Regions from separate parts of the Rattus norvegicus genome. Here region 1 is linked to region 2. A link is a contact called in public Hi-C data. All regions are on one chromosome and are shown on one strand. The core of a region is the stretch at or near the end of the contact, and the rest is flanking DNA. Distances in the headings are between cores, read along the strand shown.

Evidence for each region. Hi-C and Micro-C count contacts between places; a contact is called where the count stands out from the background.
Region 1: a Hi-C map of the A7r5 cell line shows a contact between it and region 2, with 5 times the contacts expected there. The contact joins the enhancer-like site here to the promoter of Il6 in region 2. A contact is called at or near these places in 4 of 12 Hi-C or Micro-C datasets (the A7r5 cell line, the Rat2 cell line, kidney and 1 more).

What each region holds. Positions count from the first base shown.
Region 1 is chr4:6,096,574-6,100,439 of GRCr8, reverse strand. The region is part of intron 1 of LOC120102202 (a long non-coding RNA gene); the gene reads right to left. It also overlaps a transcript of Dnajb6 not described here. Among named protein-coding and RNA genes, the nearest start is that of Dnajb6, 130 kb to the left of the region's middle. Within about 2 kb of position 1,814, at least 55 of the 93 cell types and tissues checked have an H3K27ac peak or open chromatin away from gene starts, as enhancers often do. A contact at or near this core is called in the A7r5 cell line, where this site is marked.
Region 2 is chr4:5,892,932-5,896,611 of GRCr8, reverse strand. It overlaps Il6 (interleukin 6), which reads left to right and starts at 2,037. Exons shown (of 5, transcript NM_012589.2): 1 at 2,037-2,119; 2 at 2,282-2,466. The coding sequence starts at 2,101.

The DNA of each region.
Region 1 (3,866 bases), core at 565-3,064, 200 kb before region 2:
GTGCATTCTGCTTTTTGTTTTAATGTTGTTTTTTTCTTTTGCACTAAATCTCTAACCTTTTTCATCATACCTCCTTGCTATGTTGCATCCTATGACTTGTGTCTTCATCCACTTAAACCTAATGGATGTTTGTGGACAATGTAGGTCTGGGGTGTGAAAGGATCCACCCAAAGTCCCAGCATCATGAAGTGTAGTTTCTGTTTCCTGGGTCTTTGAAGAAGTGTTGGGGTGGGGGACTTCAGGGAAATGTCTTTTAAAGTACCTGAGGTAGGTTGAATAATCTTCAGACAGGTGCCACAGCCTCTCCCACAGCACTCTGCCAGTTGGGGCAAAGATTGTCTTACAAGCAACAGAACTGCCCAGGATGAGGCCAGCTAAGAATTTGAAACCAAGGATCCCCTGGTTCTCCCCACTCCCCGATTTTCCTGCCTAGTTGTACTTACTCATTCTAATGATCTCCTTTCAAGGCCTGAATTTGGGGCTTGATGTCATCACACTAAGACTTTGTCTCTTTCTGGGGAATCTCCATTCAGTGCTAAAACCTGGGTCTTGGGAAGGGAAGACAATGCCCTTCCCATTTCCTCAGTGGTAGCTCTGATTGAGGCAGGGCTTACATAGTGGAGGAAGCTGGGCCCCAGGTCTCTCCCCTACTCCCTCTGGGCAGGGATTGGCTTTGGTGACAGAAGGATAGAGCCAAGAAGCTGGGATGGGAACACTGGAGTGGGAACACTGTAGCTAAGAGTAGTGGGATGTTCCAGGTCTGAGGGGACACAGTAGGCCCTGAAGCAAGTGGGACTGACTACAGTTGAATCTATTTTTCCTGGGGCATGGACAATGGGGGAGAGTTCATTTATAACTAATAAGAGAATCTAGAGACTGTGGAACTTCTTCCTAAATGTGCTCCTCCCTGAGGTGGCCTTCTACAGCTCAGTGATGATAATGAAGTCACCTCAATTTTCACTGTTGGAGTATGTCTATGAGGGAAATTCCTTCTCTCATTACAGTGACCCAATGACCCCAACACACACACACACACACACACACACACACACACACACACACACACACACACACACACACAGAGAGAGAGAGAGAGAGAGAGAGAGAGAGAGAGAGAGAGAGAGAGAGAGAAATTCCTTACAGTCTGAATGACTGGTATCTGGATTACACAGCACAAGCTCCAGTGGTTGAGGTCTCAGTGAAGCCCTAACTGAACCTACTTCCCAGCATGAGGGGAAAAGTGTAACGATTTGTGAATATTTGCTTGAATGTGATACAGTCACCTCCATCTTCTGCAGAAGTAACTATTCCCTTCAGCCTCAGTATGAAACACATTTAGACCACATTTCCCACATACAACGAACACAATAATGACCTTCCAGTATGTGGAGTCCAGACTGAAGTATCTGGAACTGGCCCACTACAGAATGAGCTCTTGTCCACAGTTCATCAAGGACCCTCACAGCTGCATACCACCATGTCCTCTTTGGAGGAAATGTCTGGATTACAGGCAGTGAGGCAGGGCCTTACAGAAAAATTGGTCAGGCGTAGGGTTGAAGCCCAGCCAGTCTGACTCAACAGTTGGTGCTGTACCTTCAGTGCTGTACAATCCATTCCCAGACACCCCATTCTCAGGCTGTGTCTGGTTTCTCCAATCTGTTTATTAACTCGTGAAGAAGCAAAATAATGAGTCATGTTGTGAATGTTGGATGACGATGGGCTGGAGCTCTTGTCAGCTTCCTCTCCACACACAGGCTCAGCACTCCAGAGCTCACACTCAGAGCTTTGCTCCGCCCACCCACCCAGCTCACTGTGGCTTGACCTTGTAGACCCAGTGGCTGAAGTCTTCAGATGATTTCCTGTTTTCTGCCAGTGTCTGCACAGAATACAGACTCTGTTTTCTCTGTGTTTCATTTCTGCACCATGACGCAGCTAAACCTGATTCTTCTGGGATCCACTCCAAAGAAGGGAGAGTAGCCAGAATGAGACCAAAAAAAAAGTGGTAGGTCCATTTTAAGAATGGGCAGTGTTAGTTCTTTGTGAGGGCCAGCTCCTGTGACTGCAGGGCTGAAGAACACACTTTGGAGGTACAACAAGGTGAAGATGCTTGTGTATATAGGACAACTTGGGTTTTAATTGCAAAAATACAAGGCTCCTTATGTCTTTGTCTCTATAAAATTAGGAAAATGAAAATTAACAATACAGTCTATACTAGAGGAAGGGCTTGTTCAAGGAAGATGGATGTGCATCTGGAGGCTTGGAGGTCAGGGTTGTTTTGTTAACCTGGCTAGAAACATCAAGTGGACAGGAGGTAAAGAAGTGGGCTAATGACTAACTGCTCCTCTGGTGACCTCTGGGCTCAGAGCTTTCATTCTTTCAAACTCTCTGATGTAAATTGTCAAAGCAAGTGGCAGAGGGGAAAAAAAAGCAGCAATGGAAGCTGCAGTTGCTGCAGTTTCTGGCCCTTAAAACTGTCTGTCTAACTCCCATTCCTAACTCCTGACTACTGGAGAAAAACTGACACGACTCTCACTTGGGTGTTCCTGTTCCGGTGGAAAAGCAAGAGCCCCCAGGCCTCTTCACTGATGTACATTTCTACCACTTTCCTCCTCTGCAGAAGCTGCTCCTGGCCCTTTTGCTGCCTCTTCAACCTTCTTTTTTACTCTGCCTCACCTTATCTGTGGTGGTTTGAATATACTTGGCTAATGGGAAGTTGTACTATTCGACATTGCCGCCTTGTTGGAGGAAGTGCTTCACTGTGGGGGAGGGTTTTGAGGTCTTATGCTTAAACTCTGCCCAGTGTGGAACAGAGACACTGGAAGACATCCTGGTTGCCTTGGGATCAAGATTTAGAACTCTCAGTTCTTCCAGCACCATGTCTGCCTGCACAGTTATACCTCCTGCCATGATGATAATGGACTGAACCTCAGAAACTGTAAGCCAGCCCCAATTAAATGTTGTTCCCTATAGGAGTGGCCTTAGTCATGGTGTCTCTTCACAGCGGAAATCCTAACTAAGAAACCATCTTTTCTTGCAATTTCCCTAGCACTCATGTTTCAAGGATTCCTGGCCTAGACTTCTCTTTTATAAACCAGCCCACATTTCTAAGTTGACTTTCCCTCTCTACCTTAATGTCTAACAGCCTCTTTTTAAAACTTTTATCCTTGTCTTATAAATTACATCCTGTTCATAGCTTCCCCTCCCTCCACTCCTCCTGGTCCCTTCCCCCACATCTCCTATATGCCAGATCAACTCTTCCCTCCCTCTCACCAAAAAGAAGCACTGAACATGCCCTAATAAGATAAAAGAAGACTGGCTAAAAACCCTTATATCATGGCTGGACATGGCAACCCTCACTCCCATTGTTGGGAGTCTTACCTAACAGCTTCCTTAACCTACTAGATCTAAACCCTCTCAAAGAAGTCTCTCACATCTCCATCCTTAGTTGATGCCCATGGACCACTGAGCTGCCTGGATGCCCCTCCTCTGACATCCACCTCACCAATCAGCACATCTGTGGAGTTTGAAATATGTTCATGATCAGCTTGTTTCAGCACCTCCATTACTACTGTCCTCTGCATTGTAAAGTCCTCACAGCCTTCCATGTACTGCTCAGGCAACAGCCCTGGCTAGTCTGACCTCTTTCAGCTACAATCCACATGTTCAGCTACTGCCTCATGTTCTCTTTATACTGCCATCTTCTAACTTATTTTTTGTTACTGTTGTTCTTGAGACAGAATCTTGTATGTTGCCTAGGCTGGCCTTGAACTCAAAACTCTCCTGTCTCCACCTCCTGAATGCTGAATCTGACTTAATTTGTAATATATTTATTTTGCTTATTTTATTGCTTGTCTCACTCTAAAGAA
Region 2 (3,680 bases), core at 788-3,287:
TAAACAAGAACACAGATCTTGGGCTAATTTAGCCACTAATAAACAGCTAGCAAATGGTGGCATTGGACTTCTAACCCAAATTATTACTCAAAAGGCTATCGTCTCCACATGTACCCTGCCCCCACCCCCCACCTCCATGAAAAGCGATATAGACATCATCCAGACCATTAACATACAGTGTGTATCTCTATGTATAAACATGCATTTTACACACATATATGTGTGAAATGTATATGTATAAATATATGAGCTGAGAAAACCTCTTCCAGATGAAGCTGACAAGAGTTCCACCGAAACTACTGGGGTTTAGGCACCACTTGTAGGACCATTACTTTCCTCTGTTGTCTTGTTTGAACATTTTATCATGGATGCATGGCTCCTACTTAAAGAGCATTTTTTTAAAAATTGAAAACAGAAATTTGAATGTTGTAGTTAGTCTAACAGTCAAGCTTATTGAGTCATTTAAAAATTGTTAAGTGGAGAAAAGAAACTCTATACCTTAGAGACCTGAGAGAACACATGGCAGGGAGTAGGGGAAGTAGAGACATACTGAGTTCCAGGCTATTTCAGCTGCCATTTTAAGGTCCAAGGGCACTAAAAGTAAAACCATCCTGCTTTCTCTCCCCCATTTCCATTTTCAACTACAATCCCCTAGAACCTATGTGAGGACTAGTGCCTCACACAGTGAAAGAATGGGAAACCTCACTTCTTCAATAGGCAGTTTCTCGTTTATGTACACAAACAAGAGTCCACCCATATTTTAACTGTCCCAGCAACAGTCATTGCTTTCAGAGTCTTAAGGCAATCTGCAAAGTGAAGAAACTGATTTCGATGCTAAGAGTCTGATTTGTAAATAGTTTTGGGTTTATATACAGAGCCTACTTTCAGCCTGTAATCATTTTGAGTGCTATCTAGGTATCTGGAGACAGGTGGACAGAAAACCAGGGACTAATCTGTAAAATAAATTGAACAAAGGGAAGAAGTCTGTTTAAGCTTGACCCAGCCTAGAAGTCTCGGACATTAGAAGGGTCATTCTGAGTGAGACATGCCACCTTTAGATTCAAATCCTGTCACCCAGTTAAAGGGAGCTTCAAACATCTAGCTACGATACAACGAGGTCCTTCTTTGCTGTAAACCCTGAATAAACGTAAGGACTGCAACAAACCTTCAAGTCTCCTTGCATGACCTGGAAATGTTTTGGGGATGTTCTGGCAGCAGTGGGATCAGCACTAACAAATAAGGCAACTCTATTACAGAAACTAAAAGTCTTACTAGTAAGATGGCCAAGAGACCACTAGGGAGAAATCAGAAAGTGGACTTGGACTTGAGAGGAAACCAGGAGTGCTTGATGACAGAAGATATTTCTGTTCTTCACTCCATAGTAGCCCACCTGGCAACTCCTGGAAACAACTGCACAAAATTTGGAGGTGAACAAACCATTAGAAGCAGCTGGTCCTGATAACATGCAGGAAGAACAAGCAATATGCAGCAGGCATCACTACTGTCTGTGTGACTCCAGGTCAGGTGCTGGGGGTGGAGTGGGAGTGGGAGTGTGTGTCTTTGTATGATCTGAAGAAACTTAGGTCAGAACATCTTTAGATTCTCACAGACATGAAAAAATTAGAAGAGTAAATCCTGGCCTCTTATTAATTCATGAGTGTTTGTGTGTGCGCACATGTGTTTAAATAACATCAGCTTTAGCTTCACTTTCTCCTTATAAAACATTGTGCATTTCAGTTTTTCCCCCTATCAAGTGCTCAAGTGCTGAGTCACTTTTAAAGAAAGAAAAAGAGTGATCAGGCTTCTTAAGGATAGCCTCAAGGATGACTTAAACACACTTTCCCCCTCCTAGCTGTGATTCTTTGGATGCTAAATGACGTCACATTGTGCAATCTTAATAAGGTTTCCAATCAGCCCCACCCACTCTGGCCCCACCCCCACCCTCCAACAAAGATTTTTATCAAATGTGGGATTTTCCCATGAGTCTCAAAAGTAGAGAGTCGACTCCCAATAAATATGAGACTGGGGATGTCTGTAGCTCATTCTGTCTCGAGCCCACCAGGAACGAAAGTCAACTCCATCTGCCCTTCAGGAACAGCTATGAAGTTTCTCTCCGCAAGTAAGTGAAGGCAGTTTCTCGCCCTCTGGCGGAGCTATTGAGACTGTGAGAGGAGTGTGAGGCAGGGAGCCAGCCAAGTGGGTTGGCTAGCAGCCAGCAGCCAGCATCAGGCGCCCAGCTGGGCTATTTTCTCATTTGCTTCTTTCCCTTTCCTCCACGCAGGAGACTTCCAGCCAGTTGCCTTCTTGGGACTGATGTTGTTGACAGCCACTGCCTTCCCTACTTCACAAGTCCGGAGAGGAGACTTCACAGAGGATACCACCCACAACAGACCAGTATATACCACTTCACAAGTCGGAGGCTTAATTACATATGTTCTCAGGGAGATCTTGGAAATGAGAAAAGAGGTGGGTAGGCTGTGAAAGTGATGACGGCCCAATGTGGGCATCCATTCATTCTCTTTGCTCCTGAATTGGGAATTCTCTGCTGGGTTCTAGAGCCCTTTGGATTTGAAGCTAAAGATCAGACTAGACTTGTATTCTCTCTCTCTCTTCTCTTTGCTGGTTTTGGGTGGGAGTTGTGTGTGTGTGGTTCCTTCCCTGTCTGGAAGATACAGAATGTGAACTGCATTTCTAGAAAATTCACAGTGGACCATTCTCAGTTCCAATTTAGTTGTTGTTTCTTGGGTAGGGATTCCTTTTTCTTTATCAAAGAGTAAGATCTCTTGGCCTTCATTTGTCCTTTGAACTCTACAAGGACCAGAAAGTGCTTTTTGGCTGAATGTAGTAAGCTGTGTGTGTGTGTGTGTGTGTGTGTGTGTGTAATCAGGATGCTCCAGGGTCAGCCCAGCTAAGATGCATATTGTATAGAGCCTAATAAAGTACTAACATAAAAAAAAATAGATAAGGCTGGGCATAATGGTGGATACCTCCCAGCACTTGGGAGGCACAAGCAGGAAGATTTTTGTGAGTTAGAGGAAAGCTCAGTCTACATATTGAGTTCCAGGATACCCAGGACTACATTGGGAGATCCTTTCTCAAAAACAAAACAAAATAAGAAAACAAAAAACCCAAAACCAACCAACCAACCAACCAACCAACCAACCAACCCTACCTAGATTAAAATATCTCACATCTTTAAATGCAAAGTATTTTGACTCCGCTTGACAGAAAGAAAAAAAAAACACAGTCAAGATTAATAGCCTATTCTCTAGGTCTGGGTGTGTAGAATCAACTTTTTAATCTTGGGAAGATTCCCAATTTATTTAGTACTCTAATTATGGAGTTAGAGATGATGGCACAGACCCTTCCAGATGGAATATTCTCTGACTTAAATTTATTTGCCCCAAAATATCATCACAATTTCTGTCCTTTACTAAGCTCCTACTCTATGCTGGGCAGTTTTATCATCGAATCGTTGAAATAAATGTATAAGAGGGACTTCAATAAGTCTTTATTTAAACATAGGCAATACCTAAGTAAGAGTACAAAGCTTGTAGTCAAAAGAGAGCCTGGGACTGAGCCTAAGGGACCCTTTTTATTTATTGGGCTGCTTAGTAAGGTTCTAAGAAGGTGTAGCTTCCCTTTTCTTAATGTGTCCTGGCTATGGAAGAGCATGACTT